2 separate regions of the Neogale vison genome follow, and region 2 is linked to region 1. The links are chromatin contacts, called in public Hi-C maps. All regions are on one chromosome and are shown on one strand. Each heading gives the region's core, a stretch centred on a gene start, on an enhancer-like site or on the middle of the called end of the contact. The rest is flanking DNA. Distances are from core to core; before and after follow the strand shown. Region 1 holds the start of SKIV2L (helicase SKI2W). Region 2 holds the start of LY6G5C (lymphocyte antigen 6 complex locus protein G5c).

Region 1 (7,952 bases), core at 3,642-6,141:
ATTCCTCACTTAACACCCAAGTTAAGTTCCAGATCTTTAATTTCAAATGCTTATTTTATAAAACCAACCACACTCCATCTCAAAATGAACAAAGCTATGTGACATGCTCATCTTCTGCACCAACCTCCCTTAATTCTACTTTCTTCACTGTTCCAGTTACTGCTTTGGGAGTTGTCTCAATCCTTTTCTTTCTGTCCACTCCTACCTCTAACTGACAGAAGGCCTGATATCCTCCACACAGATCCAGGCCTCTATCACTTCCATGGGATCCTGGGACATGCAGGGGAACAAACGGAAGGAGTGAGCTGTGGGGAACAGGATGAAGGAGGAAGAATCTGTTCTTACCGAGGGAGCCCCAGACAGACTTGCCAGTGGCAGCGTCCAGCATGGGCTGTTTGCGGGCAATGCTGACTTTGAGCTGTACGGACTCCACCTGGGTCCCATTGAGCTGGGGCAGAAGAGGGGAGGAGGCAAAGGATGGGGGGAAACATTGCAGACAAAGTAAGGGAGGCATTCCAACAGCTGTCACCCTAGAAACAGACTGAATGAGGATCTGAGAATACAAGGTTTCTTGTGTGACTAGGAAGAGACTTTATCTGTCAATAGGAAATGATCTCCTCCTGGCTCTCAGTATTTTAAAGAGAAAACATGAGGAAGTCCCAACCTCAGCGACGGCCTGATCTGCTGACTCCATCTTTTCATAGGTGACGAAGGCACAGCTGGGATGAGAGAAAACAGGGTCAGTAGAGGGCCTATGGGCTCTCATGGACCCAACCAAACCCAGTCCTCAGAGGCCGCTGGGGACAGGCCGGTGTTCTCAATCAAACCCAGGTGCTCCCAGGACTTATCAACCTCCCCCACTGTCATCCTTACTTTCTGGGTGGGTCCATGGAGAGGTCAATGATGTTTCCAAAGGGAGCGAAGGCCCCACGGAGGAGGGTGGGCGTCATGTCCTCTCCATATACATAGAGAGTATTCCCCTTCCGAGGGGCCCTGCGTTCAGGAAACGAATCCGACCCTGTGGGATCAGGAGTCACAGTCACAAGATGCAACCCATCTCAGCCTCTGCTTTAAGAGGCCACTTTAGTAGGACCTGTCTAAACCCTTTCACTTTTCCCACCAGCCCAGATCACTCACTGCGGAAAGGGCCCTCTCGTTCTCGATCACGGTCCCTGTCCCGATCGCGGTCCCTTTCCCGATCGCGGTCCCTGTCCCGATCACGGTCCCTGTCCCGATCACGGTCTCGATCCCGTTCCCGATCACGGTCTCGATCCCGTTCCCGATCTCGGTCTCTGTCCCGGTTCCGCTCACGACTGTGGTCCCGGCTGCGGCTTCGGGGAGGAGAGGCTGAGGAGCGGGTACCACCACGTTCTTCAAAGCCCCAGTCAAAGCTTCGAGGGGGACCATCACCAGCCCCTGGGCCCTCTGCCTCTTCCCCATCTGGCCCCAGTTCCCGAAGCCGATCACTGGAAGACACAAAACTGGGGAGACACAGACAGTGAGGATCAAAGGGGGTCTTTACCTCAACTTCCCAGACCCTGTGGAGATGTAACACCCCCTCTGCAGTCCCAGTTCCTTCCACCCCAGCCCGAAACCTCCCAAGGATCCAGGCAATCAACCCTCTCCCACTCCTCCAATTGGGACCCAGTTGTCTCTCTAGCTCTCTAACCTCTCATACAGAGATTTCCTCTGGGGGCGTCTGGATGACTGCAAAAAAAAAAACAAGGACATTTAAGATGAGTCCTAGTTGCTGGCATGTGACCCCAAATATGTGGGTCTCTCATCTTCCTCATTCCCTAGGCCCCCTGGGACAGAGAACCAGGAACCATACCTCCTGCAGATCGTCATCGGCAGATATGCTCCTTTGGAACGGCTGGAAAGTGGGGACTGGCCCCTTCTCAGGATCCTGGGAAGGTTGTAGAGATCTACTTCAGCGTGAGAGCAGGAGGCAGCCTAACCGTGCGACAGAGGGGTTCCTCTTCCCTCACCCTCTTCTTGGTTTCCTCTCTACTCTTTCTTCTCCTTTAATTCCTTTGTGCATTTCTTATTTGATTATGTATTTTTCATGAATGACCTAACATATACTTATAGTATGTAGCTAATCTGAATGTTTCTTGAATCTACTGACATCTCTGACCTGTTCAACTCCCCAGAATGACAAAACTTAGAAACTTGAATATGTGATAAATTAAAGCCACAGAATATGTAATATGGAAAATGGAAAAGTCAGCCAGTGTCTTCACTACAGATAAGAAATCTGAAGTTCAGACCTATATGACAACTTATCCATGACTAAATTGACATTATTTTCCCCCATTTTACCTCCATTCCAACTTGGAAACATGCCCTCTGAAGTCAAGGGTCCCCTGAACAATCATTCTGCTTCTGCTTACCTTTAACTTCCCCTCTAGGGTTCGAGAACGTTTGAAGCCCGAGTTCTTGGTCTCGGCTTTGATGGCACTGATGGCTCCTGACTTCACCAGCTGCTTTGCCTGCTCTGTTGCTGTGGCTGTGTCCACCACAGGCTGCTCTGACAGTGCTGGAGTGGTGAGGGAAGGAGGCATTATTTTGGCCAAGCTGTGGGAGATGTCTGCCCCATGGTGCCCACTTCCAGTCTATCCCCATTTCCCCTGTCACTCACAGCGTTTCACACCGCCTTGGCTGGCTGTGCTGCTACTACTTTGCTTCTTCAGAGCCAGCAATGCCTTTTTCTGGGAACAAGAGTGAGAAGAAAGGAATTGGTGAGGGCCAGTCCCTGGCCTAGTCTGCTCCCAAGGTCCCTGGGCACCTCACTCCAGGGGACACCTTTCTCAGGAAACAGTATAAATGGTGTCCCTGGAGTGGTATGCTGAGGCAGCCCTGCCTCTCACACATGGTCCACTGGATCATCTACAAAACCAGCAATACTTAATCTACCAAACCAGGGTATCCAAAGGCTTTCCAGAGTCTCAGGGTTTTGAAGTTGAAGACAAGGATTTCAGCCATGGACCAGAGCCCCAAGATACAAGCTGCAAGTAAGTATACGCCTACGTGCCTTTCTCAGGGGCTGCATCCATCCATCCCCTGCATGTTTAACAAGAACACACCATAACTTTGTAACAGAGCGATGCAAAAGTATGAGACATGGTTTCTCCCCTCCAGAAGCTTAAAGCCTGAGAAACAAGATGATTAGAGACAATTATCAAGAATGATTATAAGAGATGCAGGCTGTTTGTAGCTGAAACCAAGTAAGGTTATCTGACACCAAATGGCTATTAAACTGGTACCTGGGTACAATCTACGCAAAACAGATGGAAAGAAAAGGGATGCAAAGAAAACAGAATGGCAAAGACGAAGAAATAAGAAGGCTTTGGGAATGCACGTTTTGGGACTAATGAATAGTTCTATTTGACAAGAAAGGGATGCCAAGGTAAGGCTTTGGTTTACAGACAATGAAAAACCACTTACGGGTTTTGAGAAAAAAAGAGGCAGAGTTTTCTGTTTTCAGTAGTTCATTTGAATAAGAATGAAGGAAATCTGTTCAAAAAAACACTGAAAAACTTTTTGAGAAACCATTCAGCAGTCTACATGAGTGTCAGCAAAAAACTTGATCTATGAAATACACAGGAAAAAATAAACTAAAGAAATTACTTCAAAGAAAGAATCAAGAAGACTTGGCAAATATTTGACTATGCAAAAAGTGGAGAAGTCAGAGATGAGATTTTGATTCCAAACACCTGGGAGAACTGACTGTGGTCACTCCTATTTGGAAGGAACTAAATTAGAGTAGATAGGAAGATGACAGCTGCAACACTGGATACCTGGGGGCTATCACTAACAGACTGGGTAGAAGTGAAAAAACAAACCTGGAGACTACCACCCGTTCGGTGGTACTGAAAGCCATGGAAAAGGAAGACAGCTGCATGGCAGAATGCACAGAAGAGAAGGTACACACCAAGACTTGGGAAAAAGCCCAACTATGAGGCTACACTGAGAGGAGATATGTCTCCAGGTATGAGCTGGAACAACCGCCCCCCCAACCCCTCACACTCACCCCAGGTGTTCTCAAGAGTGTAGAGTCTGTGAAAGGTTGGGCCACGCCTCCACACACTCCCTCACCTTTTTCTTGAGTTTGTTGAATTTCTTCTGCAGAGCCTCCTCCTCCTCGCTCAGTCCGGGGGGTATCACCAACATGGTGGCTCCTGGTTCAGGGGCAGGGCCCAAGACATCTTTCTCCACTGTCACCGCCCAGGGTTCACACGCCGTCCACAAAGTACCCAACCGCACCCCTCCAGGCCTACCTACTCCTGTCTTTTGCCTCTCCCTACCCCTTGCTTAAACCAGGCTGCTGTCCAAGCCCCCGCTCGTCGGGATCGATCAGCATTCCCTCTTCTCTCCAGCAATCACGGCCACCAGCGCTGAGGAACCAAGTGGCCCGGGAAAGGGGAAGCACCCCTTCCGCCGCCAAGACGATGGCATCAGACACCCCCTACCCCCGCTGGGGGTATAGCAACCGCGGGGTCCAAACGGCACAGGAGGCAGTGAAACCCGCGCAGCGCTCGCAGAGCAACCAAAAGGGGAAGAAGAGAAGGAGCTCGGAATAAAGGGGCGAAGGGTGAGAAGGAGAAGACCTTACCTGAGGGGGCGGTAACCCGGGGTGGGTGTCCCACGGTCTCGGGCGGCGCCCGCGCGGGGAACGGAGAGCTGGCTCAGAGCGATGACGTAGCGAGGGGCGGAGAACGCGGTAACCAAGGCGGCCCAAGCCAGACACTTCCGCCCGGCCGTGCCCGCCCCTCTCGGCTCAGGTCAGCCTCTCTGTAACGCTCATCTCTGTCCTCTCCGGCTGTGTGTGACGGAAGTCGCCTCCACTTCCGCCCATTCTGGGGCGGGGCTCGATCCAAGGCTTCTTGCTGCACTTCCGGTCTGCCCTGCCGCTGCCGTGGCTCCAAGATGATGGAGACCGAGCGACTCGGTGAGGGGGAGGGGGTGGAACGAAGGAGTAGTCAGGGGGTGACCCTTGACCTCTGATCTCTGACCTTCCCTCTGTAGTGCTACCTCCTCCAGATCCCCTGGATCTGCCCCTTCGGCCGGTGGAGCTGGGATGCACGGGGCGCTGGGAGCTGCTCAATGTGCCTGGGGCACCAGAGAGCACCGTGAGTGAATGTTGACCCTAACATTTCTTCTGTTTCTGGACTCCTGTCATCTGGGCCTGCCTTGTGCCGAACAGACCCCAGCCCAGTGGACCAGCTATGGGTCAGAGCTCATATGTAGACAGAGCAGGGAGTGCTGGGGATACCTGAGCTCTGAGAATTACTCTTTCAAATGTGTCTTGTTTCTCTGGAGTCACCTTCTGTCTCTAAGCACCAAGGCACTGGTTGATGGCTAGCCTTTGAGGCCCTGCCTCATCCTTAGTTCTGGGCCCCCTTTCCCTAAGACTAGTGATTCTCAAATTTAAGTGTACCTTGTAATTAGTGGTGGGGGTTTTTAAGAATACAAATTCCTAAGCCCAATCCCAGAGATTGTGAAATTACCGTATTTTGTGTTGTATTGTAATGTATCAGTAATTGTTGTTGCCGGTAAATCAGTAGCAGGTAGTTTACCCTGGAAGACAGGATGATCTTTGGAAGATACTGTTTCTGCTTGGTTGTCCTATTTGGTCAGGAATGTCTGCTGCTTCTGATTTGAACACAAATTCCATCAGTTTCTTTTTTTGTCTGTGTCTTATGCTCTATCTTTACTTAATGTTTCTCATCTTATCCTTTACCAGCTTCCCCACGGCCTCCCTCCGTGTGCCCCAGATCTGCAGCAGGAAGCAGAACAGCTGTTTTTGTCATCTCCAGCCTGGTTGCCTCTGCATGGTGTGGAGCACTCCGCCCGGTGAGGAGTCTGGACTAGGGAGGTAGGCCCCTGAAGAAAACTGGCACAGGAAAGAAGGAACACATGAAAATTGTTTTCCTTTTTGCAGAAAATGGCAGAGGAAAATGGATCCCTGGTCGCTCTTGGCCACACAGGGGGCCCCAGTGCCCTCCGACCTTCAGGCCCAGAGACACCCAACCACAGGCCAGATTCTGGGCTACAAAGAGGTAAGAGGTCAGAGACCACAAGAAGCAGAGTAGGGAAGGGATCAGAGGCAATCTCAGCCTCACTGGGGTTGTGGTCTTTTGCCTCAGGTCCTGTTGGAGAATACGAACCTATCAGCCACCACCTCCTTGTCTCTTCGCCGGCCCCCAGGGCCCATCTCCCAGTCCCTGTGGGGGAATCCAACACAGTACCCTTTCTGGCCAGGTGACTTTTATGGAAATGGAATGGTAGGGGAGAGTGCCCTCAGTCTTCAGGAAGGGTTCCCCACCCATCTTGTAACTCTACCCCTGCACCCCATGAATCCCTTTTTGTCCACCCTCTCCCTAGGTGGAATGGATGAGCCCACCATAACAGATCTGAGCACTCGGGAGGAGGCTGAGGAGGAGATAGACTTTGAGCAAGGTGAGGTGGTGTGGGCATGGACTCTTGGGAGTGGGACTGTGAGTCTGGGCCCTGGCGAAGAGGGGCCCCAGCCTATCATAGGGCTGCTCCTTGCCCTTCTGTGCCTTTGAGACAATTAGGGAAAGGTATCCTTGTCATAACAGTGTTTACTGTCACCTGTCAGAAAGTTGTCCTAAGTATCCCATTTTCAGCATCTGTGCTGTGAATGGCATCCTGTAGGTTTGAGTAACGTGTGACTTGTGTGACTCTGTGTAGTAGTGGTGATTCTGTCTGTCCTTGTCCTTCAGATCTTCTTACTGTTCCGCCTGGCTTCAAAAAAGGTGTGGACTTTACACCAAAGGGTGAGTTTTAACTTTGAGATGGGCATAGAAGTGGTGCTCTTCTCCTGTAGAACAGAGATGGATGTGACCAGGTTTCCTTTTTTTCTTGCTCCTCAGATCACCCAGCTCCAGCTTCTGGCTTGCTCAGCCTCAGCCGTTTGCTGGAGCCTCTGGATTTGGGTGGGGGAGACGAGGATGAAACTGAGGCAGTGGGACAGCCAGGAATTCCCAGAGGGGACACGGTGGCCGCCTCCCCCTGCAGTGCTTCCATGGCCCGAGCAAGCAGCTTGGAGGACCTAGTGTTGAAGGTTGGTGGTTGTGGGCAGTTGAGGCAGGAAAGAAGGGGCCTTACTGGGGGGCTGAGGGTGAGGTGGGGTGGCTGGGTTGGTTGGGTCTAAGAGGAAGACTGGAGCATCTTTTGGGAGGGGTGGTAATGGAGAGCTATTTGACTGTATCTTTATCCCTCCTTTCCACGGCTTTTGCAGGAAACATCCCCAGCTGTATCCCCTCCAGAGCCCCCCAAACCCCTGCCTCAGGAGCAGTGGGCGATTCCTGTGGATGTCACCTCCCCTGTTGGTGATTTCTACCGCCTCATTCCCCAGCCGGCCTTCCAGGTAGGCTGGCCTGGTCCTCACATCCTCACCTACCTCTTTCCCACTGTTCACTTCATTTCCTCTGCCAGCCCAGGCCAGATGCCTTCTAGGTCCTTCTTCGACCTCAGTCCTGGCCCTTCTTCACTCTGGCATGCAACTGCCACCTTGCGCGCCCCAGGAGTAGGAGGCAGGAGGGCGGGCCCCTTTCCCTTCTCTAGCTGCCATCTGTTTCTCTCTCCCACAGTGGGCATTTGAGCCGGATGTGTTCCAGAAGCAGGCCATCCTGCACTTGGAGCGGCATGACTCTGTCTTCGTTGCGGCTCACACATCTGCGGGGAAGACGGTTGTGGCTGAATATGCCATTGCCCTTGCCCAGAAACACATGACTCGGTACAGGTCCCCTCCCCAGACTCCCCTTTCACCAGCTGGTCCTGGCTTCTCCCACACCCTTTCTGCTTGTTATCTCTTCCCCGCCTCTCCCTCCTCCTGGAGATGAGAGGTTTGGGGAGAAACGGAGACAGGACTAGAGCGAAGCAGGAGGGTGTGGTGGGGAGAGGGGTTAGAAGACCCGCGTCAG
Region 2 (7,952 bases), core at 2,468-4,967, 250 kb before region 1:
GCAGTTGGAGGTCCAAAAATAGGTCCAAACCTTCTGTGTGCACCCACTGTGGTCTAGGCCCACTTTTCTCCACACCTCTGATTTTGGTGTAAAAGTCTAGGTTTGTACAGCTCTAGCAAGGCAAAGGGGAGGACAGTCTCAGAGGCTGAGGAACGCAAGGCCCAAAATTCTGCAGTAACTTCACAGTCCTTGAAGAGGGAAGCTGAGCCTGGGATCAGGCCAGGACTCCACGAGACCTAGCAACTCTTCCACAGAAGGCTTCCCCCACCCCTCCCCAGGCCTGGGCCTCTCACAGCTCCACTCCCACCAGCACCCTTTCTTTCCCCTGTGAACCTCCCTTCCAGTTCTCACACAGCTCTGGATTTGACCCCACTGCCAAGGTTGCCCCCTGCCCTTTCAGCCATCCCTGCAGGAGCACTTCCAGTTCCTCTTCACCTTTTTGTGCCTAGAGGTGAATCCAAGACCTGGAGTCTGGGCAGGAGCAGAGCTCAGCAGAGCTGGGAGCCCCTTACCCGCCCCCACAGGGGGGAAGTCAGGCAGGATCTCAGCTTCCACCACGACCAGAAGAGACAGGCCATATAGTTTGCACACCAATTTATTTGGAACACCTGGGTACTTGAGGTGAGAGAGGCCTATAGTGGGAGAAGGGGCAAAGGCAGGCAAAGGAGCAGCTGAGAGGTGGGAGGAGAGAGGAGAAAAGCTGTCAGACCGTGAGGACTTGAAGGCAAAACTCAGAGACTTCTGGAGAGGGAGCCCAGGGAAGGGACAGTGGGAATAGGAGTGTTGAGGGGTGTCAATCAAGAGGAAGATAGGGCTGAGATCCTATCGAGGGAGGCCTGGAGGGCTGGTAGAAGGAACTGGAAGTTGTTCTGGCTGTGCCAGCCAGCTGGAAATCGGGAAGATGAAAGGCAACTGGCAGGATTTTATTCTAAAATTCTCTGCAGAAATTCTAAGGAATATAGAAGACTCTGTTCTGGGGGTTATTGCAGAACTCCCGGAAGCAGCATCGAGAAAATATCCAGAAGCCAAACACTGGAGAAGAGCGGGTATATGAACAGTCACTCATCTGCTCCTTGCGGCGGCAGTCACTCACCATGATGTCAGAACCACTGTCTGGGGAAGGATGGCAGCAACCAATGATACATAGATCCCAGGTCCCAGGCACACCCCCAAACCCCTCCATCCCCTCACTCCATATGGACTTAGCATCACTGTCCCCACACCCTTCCCTGGATCCCCAAAAGGCAGTAATTCCTGAAACTGGCCAGGGGCAGGGATGGCAGGGGGAGTTACCAGCTATGGATTCTGTGGAAGGTTGGTGGGAAAGAGCCACTCAAAATAGAGTAATGGTTGGAGGGGGCTGAGCTGGGTCTTGCTCCAGGGGAACCAGCACTTTGGCTGGGACCATATAAGAAAAAACTGGGAGAGGCATCTCTTTGATATGCTTGAGTACTCTGATATTGGACCATATCTATTTTTAAGAAGTGTAATAAAAAAACTTGAATTTGAAAGTAATTTCACATAGTGGTTGTTAAGAGCTCCGTTTCTGGAATCACCACAAACTGACTCAGCTTCTAGGAGACTTGGGCAAAGAATTGACCTTTCTGTGCCTCTGTTTTCTCATCTGTAAAATGGGGTGGGGTGTAGTAATAACAGTATGTATCTCAGAGGGTTGTGCTTGCACATAATATGTGCTTTGTGTTTTAAAAAGGGTAAGGGAGGGGGCCCCTGCTGAAAAGGGGGGGAGGGAGGGAGGAAAAGAGAGAAGGAAGGAAAAAGGGAGAGCAGAAAGAAAAGTGTGAGGGATTGTGTGGTAAAGTAGGCATGAGGAACAGGGAATATAGACAATTGTCAGCAAATTGAAAATGAGGTGGAGCTGTCCAGAGGGCCACTTGACATGACAGTTGGGCCTAACATTCAAACTGAGGAATCCGAGCAAATCCTCTGGGAAGAGTGAAGTGGGAAGACCGCTAAGGCCCAAACTTTGGTGAACATGAACCTTAAGGGTCAAGGAGAATAAGCCAAGACCCAAGGAAAGAGACCAGGAAGAAGCAGTGGACGAGGGAGAGAGGTCTGCAGGAACTGTGGCTCACAGGCAGGGAGAAGGCAGTCTGAGGACAGACTGGGGGATTTGGTGATCACAAGGCTGGGTGCTGTAAGGAAGGCAGAATCTGGTCAATGGCAGGCTGAAGGAACAGGAGCGTGGAAGTGGAGACCGAGAATGGCTCTGAAGGCAGGTAAGGAAAGAGACCAGGATGGGGAGCAGTGTCTAGAGGTTGTAGGAACCCAACGCAGGGTGCAGCAGAGAGATGCATTTCGGGAATGGGTTGAGCCAAAGACAAGCAGCTCACTGTTCTTTATGAGGAGAGTCATGCAGCTGCTGCCAGGCGGGGCGAGGCAGATGTCAGACCCCAGAAGGCAACCCAACTCCTTGGTCTCCAAGAGGCATCGATAGCAGCGCAGGTATTTGGGGAGCTGAACCGAATCAGGATCAAAATCACCTAGAACACAGAGAAACAACTGACTCCAAACCTACCTCATTTCCTGGTCGGTCAACCCCTTCCCCACCTCCCCATCTCAGAAAACCATAAGAACTCCATTTCTTGAAAACCATCTGGATTAATTCTCTATCAGAGGCCTTAAAGTCCTTGTTAAAATCTCCATTCTCTTCTCTTACACCTCCTGAAATAAGGAACTGATTAAGGAATTCATTCACTCGTTCAACATGTATTTGAGGGGCTAACGTGTGCCCAGCACTCTGAAAGCTTCTAAGTTCAAAGGTTGGGCAGGGGCCCCTCATTCCAGCTTTGGGGAGTTCAGTGAGGACATTTCTTCCTCTGGGACTTGGTTTTACAGTCCCCCCCCCCCACCACTATGGACTCGCTTTTGAATATGCTTCCTTAAATCTGTAATGTTCAGAGGTGAAAACGAGACTGTATCATCACAAGATAGGAGGAGTCTGTGTTTTGTGTAGACAGACCAGACGTCAAGCAGCCCACCACCACATTCTCTGTTTGGTGGTCTTTTCACTCATATTAATAACGCTGTCACTAAAGTCCTCCCCAACCGCGAGGATATACAGCTCCCTCTTTCTCTGGTCCCTGGCCCAGACCACATGTTAATGAGTCCCCAGACCCATGAGGAGTGCACTAAGGAGCACTTAGTGTGAGGCAGATACTGAACAAATACTTTGAGTCCTATTTCTACACAGGTGGTGTTTTGCAGCCAAGTGAAAAGATTATCAGGCTGGACTGAGGCTTGTTCTATTCTGGGGATCCTAGTTCTATCATTTAGCACATTCCAGTGACCCTCCTTATTTTGCACTGCCTCAGATTTAAACGGCATCTCTTCAGTGTCTCCATTCAGGTCACTGCTGTTTAGACGGCCCTGAGGTAAAAACTAGAAATCTCCCTCAGAGTGAACATCAGTCTATTGCCAGTCCCTAAGCATTATTCCATCAAGCCCATCCATCCCATCTTTCGTCCTGCCAGGTTTACCTGAGCATCCTGGGCAGATGTACCCATACACCTGCTATCTGTGGGTTTCTCCACTAAGCACAGACCAGGAGACCCTTCTGACCCCTTAGAGCCACTTACCAAATACCAAGCTCATCATGACCAGCGCTGTTAAAAGGACCGTGTGTAGGACTTGGGGGATGCTGTGGAGGCCCAGGGACCCCATACTTCAGCGACCTGCAGGGCCTGTCATAAGATGCATGACTGCCCACCAGCCTCCAGTTGGGGCTTATATTGGTGGAAGAGAAATTGGCCAAGAGGAAGGGAACACCCATTTGAGGTGGAAATCAGTGCCAGGATAGCCAGAGAGACAGAGTGTCCTCACCCATGATCCCATTAAGGCCTAATATTCTACCTCGGGGACAGGACCCTGGCAAGAGGAAATGAGAGGGAAACTTTCATATTTATTTATTTATTTAAAAGATTTTATTTATTTATTTGTCAGAGAGAGAGCGAGCACAGGCAGACAGAGAGGCAGGCAGAGGCAGAGGGAGAAGCAGGCTCCCTGCCGAGCAAGGAGCCTGATGTGGGACTCGATCCCAGGACGCTGGGATCATGACCTGAGCCGAAGGCAGCTGCTTAACCAACTGAGCCACCCAGGCGTCCCGAAACTTTCATATTTAATCTGCAGAAGTTTATTCAAAGTAACAGATGTTGGAGATACAACATGGCACAAAATCCCTGCGCTCACAGTCTAGTGGGGAAAGCAACAAGGAATAACTGGGGGTGGGGAGGGAGACGAGTGCTTCCCAGGAGCGCCTGGGCAGTCAAAGGCACTGACCAAAGGATCAACAAGATCAGATTTCTCTTTGTAAAAGATTGCCAAGGTGAGGAAACCAGTTAGGAAGCTATTCCTGAGTCCAGTCACAAGATGGCGGTATGGTCTAGCGGAAGAGAGAAGGAGACTGTAGGAATGAATCTGACCAACGTTTAGGAGAAAGACTGGACAGATCTGGAGTTACTGAATACGGAAAGAGGAAAAATGGGGGAATAGGCTTGCACAAGGAGGTGATTGGTGATTACCACTTTCCAAGATGGAGAAAACGTGGAACGGTAAGAAATCCCAAAGCGAGGACATCTGGGTCCCCAGGGACCTATTCAGTCCAAGTGGCCTCTGTGGGGGTTCCGGGTGGCCAGCACCTTTCCTTACGCCCCCCTTCCTCTGCCCGCCTAAGCTCAGCTGCAGGTCAGTGGTTCTGATCTCCGGCGCCCACGGGCTCCGACGCAGTACCCTCGCTCTCCGAGCTTGACTGCACCTCAGAGCTCCCAGGAGGATGCGGGGGCCGCCCCCAGCCCAAGTTCCGTTCTCGCCTGGGAACCGCTGGGAAGAAAACCTGGGAGAACCGTGCCCGCGTGGGACCCAGACGTTCACCCCTAAAGGACAACCAGAGGACTACGCGGCTTCCCCGGAAGGCGGCGCTGCCGGGCCACCAACCCTCCCAGGCCGAGGCTGCTCAGCAACCAATCAGCGGCGGTGGGCGTCCCAGGCGCCCCGCCCACCTCCTCTGCTGTGGTATGGGGCGAAGGCGTGGCCTGCTTGGCTCGAAGTGTTGGCGGACTCAGCTTGCTGCTTTCGAGTTCGGTCTCTGTAAGAGACCTGGGGTTTTCACTTTATTATTATTATTATTTTAAAAATATTTTATTTATCCATGTCAGAGAGAGTGTACAGGCATGGGGAGCAGCAGAAAGAGGGAGAAGTAGGCTCCCCGCTGTGAGCAAGGATCCGGAGATCACGACCCGAGCCAGAGGCAGACGTTTAACCAGCAGAGCCACCCAGGCGCCCCTTTGGGTTTTTACTTTAGGTGTGGGTGGGCTATGGGAAGAGCTGGGCGTACAGAGCGGATCCCCTGCTCCAGCTTCGGGTCTGGAGGTTTGGGGTGCGGCCCTGCCGGAGGGCTCCATGCTTAAAGTCCCGGACCTTCCAAAAATCATCCGTCCTCGGGGTGCTGACGGGGAAGATGGGAAGAAATGGACAGAGACTCGCTCCAAGAAGACGCACGGGAAAGAAGAATCACGAAAGGAAAGCGCACGCCGCTGCGCTCCCAAGAGCTTTGGGATGAATGAAAAAAGAAAAACGTGTTATTGAAAAAGTCAGAGTAATGAAGTTGGTGTTGGGGGGGGGCTCCAGTACCAGCCGAAATGTCTGCTGAAGGAACGACAGAGTGGTAGAAGAGAATCAGAGAGCGGGGGCTACTCTTGAAGCGAGGGGGACAAAAGAGCGTCCTCGAAACCCCTCTCTCGAATATAACCGTAGCGACAAGTCCAAGCACTAGGGAGTTATGGGTAGCTAAAGCTGGGCTCCCTGAAGGAGTCCAGAAGACTCGCTGGGGACTAGAAGACCGCAGGCGGTGCGCTCTGCAGGAGGCAACACACCCAGGCTGGGCTGGGTGGGGCTGGAAGAGGTGTTCTTCGGGAAGGGCGTGGCCTCAGCGCCGGCAAAGCTGCCTTGTTTCATATTATTACTCCCCAGTATAAGCGACAGGGCGCGGCACAGCCTCGTTGAGTTCGTTGCCACGGTGACGGGCTCCAAGGAGGTTCTCCAGGGTGAAGAGGCGGGGCGCTGCTGTAGTCGCCATAGTGACAGCAGCGGCGGGCGGTATCTGCGCTGAGTGCCCTTCCCTCGGGACCAGGGATTCCGGTGGGTAATCCGCCGGGTGACGAAACAAAGGAGGTGGGGCCTGAGGATAGAATGCGGCCGTCCGGGGAATGGGGCGGGGCCAGCAAGGGACGGGGCTGGGGATGATTGGGCTGGGCGAGAGCCAAGTTCTGTTAGCGGAAAGGCTACACCAGACGGTCTGGAGAGGAGCAGGGGAAGCGATCTTAAACCCGAATATAAATAAATGGAAAAAAGAAATGAATGATTCGGTTCCTCCCTCAGGGAGTTGGGATAGCTTGTTGAGTGGCTGGATGATGAATGAGTGGATAGGTATCTGGCCCTCATTCACTTGTGACAGCCAGGAAGGAAACACCTGACACTCCTGGGGAAGTGGAGCAAATCTTCACCCCAAACACGGAGCCCAGAGCTGACCCCTTCAGCTCTCGCTGAAAGCAGTGCAGGGCGAGCCTGCATCTATAAGATAGGGGGAAATGAGGGATGGCCTAGCCCAGGGACCCCCTCTCCTTCCCAGGTTTCCTGCCCAGGTGCTAATTCTTTGTTTCAGCCTACATCCTCTCACCAAATGTGCCCAGCTCCTCGGGGATGCCTGGCCGTCCAGGCCCTACTTGGTGCCCAGTAGGGCAAGGTCTAGAGCCCCGGCAGATGAGGGATCTGCATCTCAGCTGTTCTGAGACCCTCCGAACCCTGCTATATAGGGTGAGGGGTGGACAGGGAGTTGGTCCCAACCCCGGTGGGTGGTTGGTCTGAAAACAGACAGCTGATGTGAGCTTTACCAACACATCTAAGGAGTAATCTAAGGAGGTAGATTAAAGCCCCTGCCTGTGTGGGGGGTGTCCAGAATTCAAATGTTAAACCTAACCCTCGCTATCCACTTCAGATATCCAAGGGCTCCTCATGACATCCACTGTTCTTTATAGTATGTCCAGGAAGAAGGGGGGAGGGGGAGGTGGTGATAGAGGCAGATAAATGGAGTCCCTAGTTGCCATGGCCAAGAAGGGGGAGTCCTTTGCTTCCAGGGTGGTAAGGTGGGCCTAGGTACCCCCTATTTGCATTCAAGGAGGTTGTTAATTTAGCTGAACAGACTTGTTTTCCGAGGGATTAACTGTATTCATAGATGAGGGAGGGTGAGGTTCAGAACCTGGCAACTGGTCCTACAGCTTCTTGCTCCACACTTCCCACCGTGTTTGCCCCCTGGGACAGTACAGTGGAGCAGAACGCCAGCATCAATTCTCCAGTGTTTGCTCAAAGTGGTGAAGCTGTGGCCACTTCCTCTCTTTTAACCCCAAATATCATGTGTCATATCACCTGACAAGTCTCAGAGATCACCCTTCCAGTGGAGACTCAGTATGCTCCTGTCCCAGAGACTGCAGAAGGACCTTCATGCCCCGGGGCCCAGGAGACACTGAAATTAGTCAGCGGCCATCCAGGACAACAGAACTTTATTGCTTGCCCATGTTAAGCCTGTTCAAAACAGTGGCCAAGGTGGTAAATCTGGGGGAGTGTCATCTAGAAAAGAGGTTCCCAAAGAAGGAAGTAGCCAGGGAACATACTGATGGGTGGGAGAAGGACTTATTCTGTTCCATGAAATCCAAGGATTGGAAATAGGACAGAAGTTAGAGGAAACCAATTTCCTCAGGTTTAAACTAAGGATTTTCTTCTAATAGCTGTCCAGAACGGTGAAGTGTGGCTCTAGGAGAACATGAGCCCTTGGAGCTCTGGCCTCTGTCCCTGACAGGCTCTGTTGTTGAAGGAGACTTGATGACACAGTGAGGAGGTGCGCAGGGTTTGCTGCTTAAGACATAAGGAGTGGGCTGTTCCTC

What was found. A called contact is a pair of places that touch in the nucleus more often than the background predicts.
Region 2: a Hi-C map of fibroblasts shows a contact between it and region 1, with 4 times the contacts expected there. The contact joins the promoter of LY6G5C here to the promoter of SKIV2L in region 1. A contact is called at or near these places in 2 of 3 Hi-C or Micro-C datasets (fibroblasts and muscle).

The regions. Positions count from the first base shown.
Region 1 is chr1:121,530,033-121,537,984 of ASM_NN_V1, reverse strand. It overlaps SKIV2L (helicase SKI2W), which reads left to right and starts at 4,891. Exons shown (of 28, transcript XM_044256091.1): 1 at 4,891-4,951; 2 at 5,029-5,132; 3 at 5,747-5,856; 4 at 5,945-6,062; 5 at 6,150-6,264; 6 at 6,388-6,462; 7 at 6,750-6,803; 8 at 6,900-7,090; 9 at 7,268-7,396; 10 at 7,620-7,765. The coding sequence starts at 4,930. NELFE (negative elongation factor E) reads right to left here and starts at 4,716. Exons shown (of 11, transcript XM_044256139.1): 1 at 4,616-4,716; 2 at 4,099-4,181; 3 at 2,642-2,711; 4 at 2,394-2,539; 5 at 1,832-1,906; 6 at 1,670-1,707; 7 at 1,138-1,481; 8 at 874-1,018; 9 at 665-719; 10 at 346-448. The coding sequence starts at 4,173.
Region 2 is chr1:121,774,732-121,782,683 of ASM_NN_V1, reverse strand. LY6G5C (lymphocyte antigen 6 complex locus protein G5c) reads right to left here and starts at 3,717. Exons shown (of 3, transcript XM_044256526.1): 1 at 3,552-3,717; 2 at 2,352-2,501; 3 at 950-1,113. The coding sequence starts at 3,717. The coding sequence ends at 950. LY6G5B (lymphocyte antigen 6 complex locus protein G5b) reads left to right here. Exons shown (of 2, transcript XR_006385493.1): 2 at 945-1,511.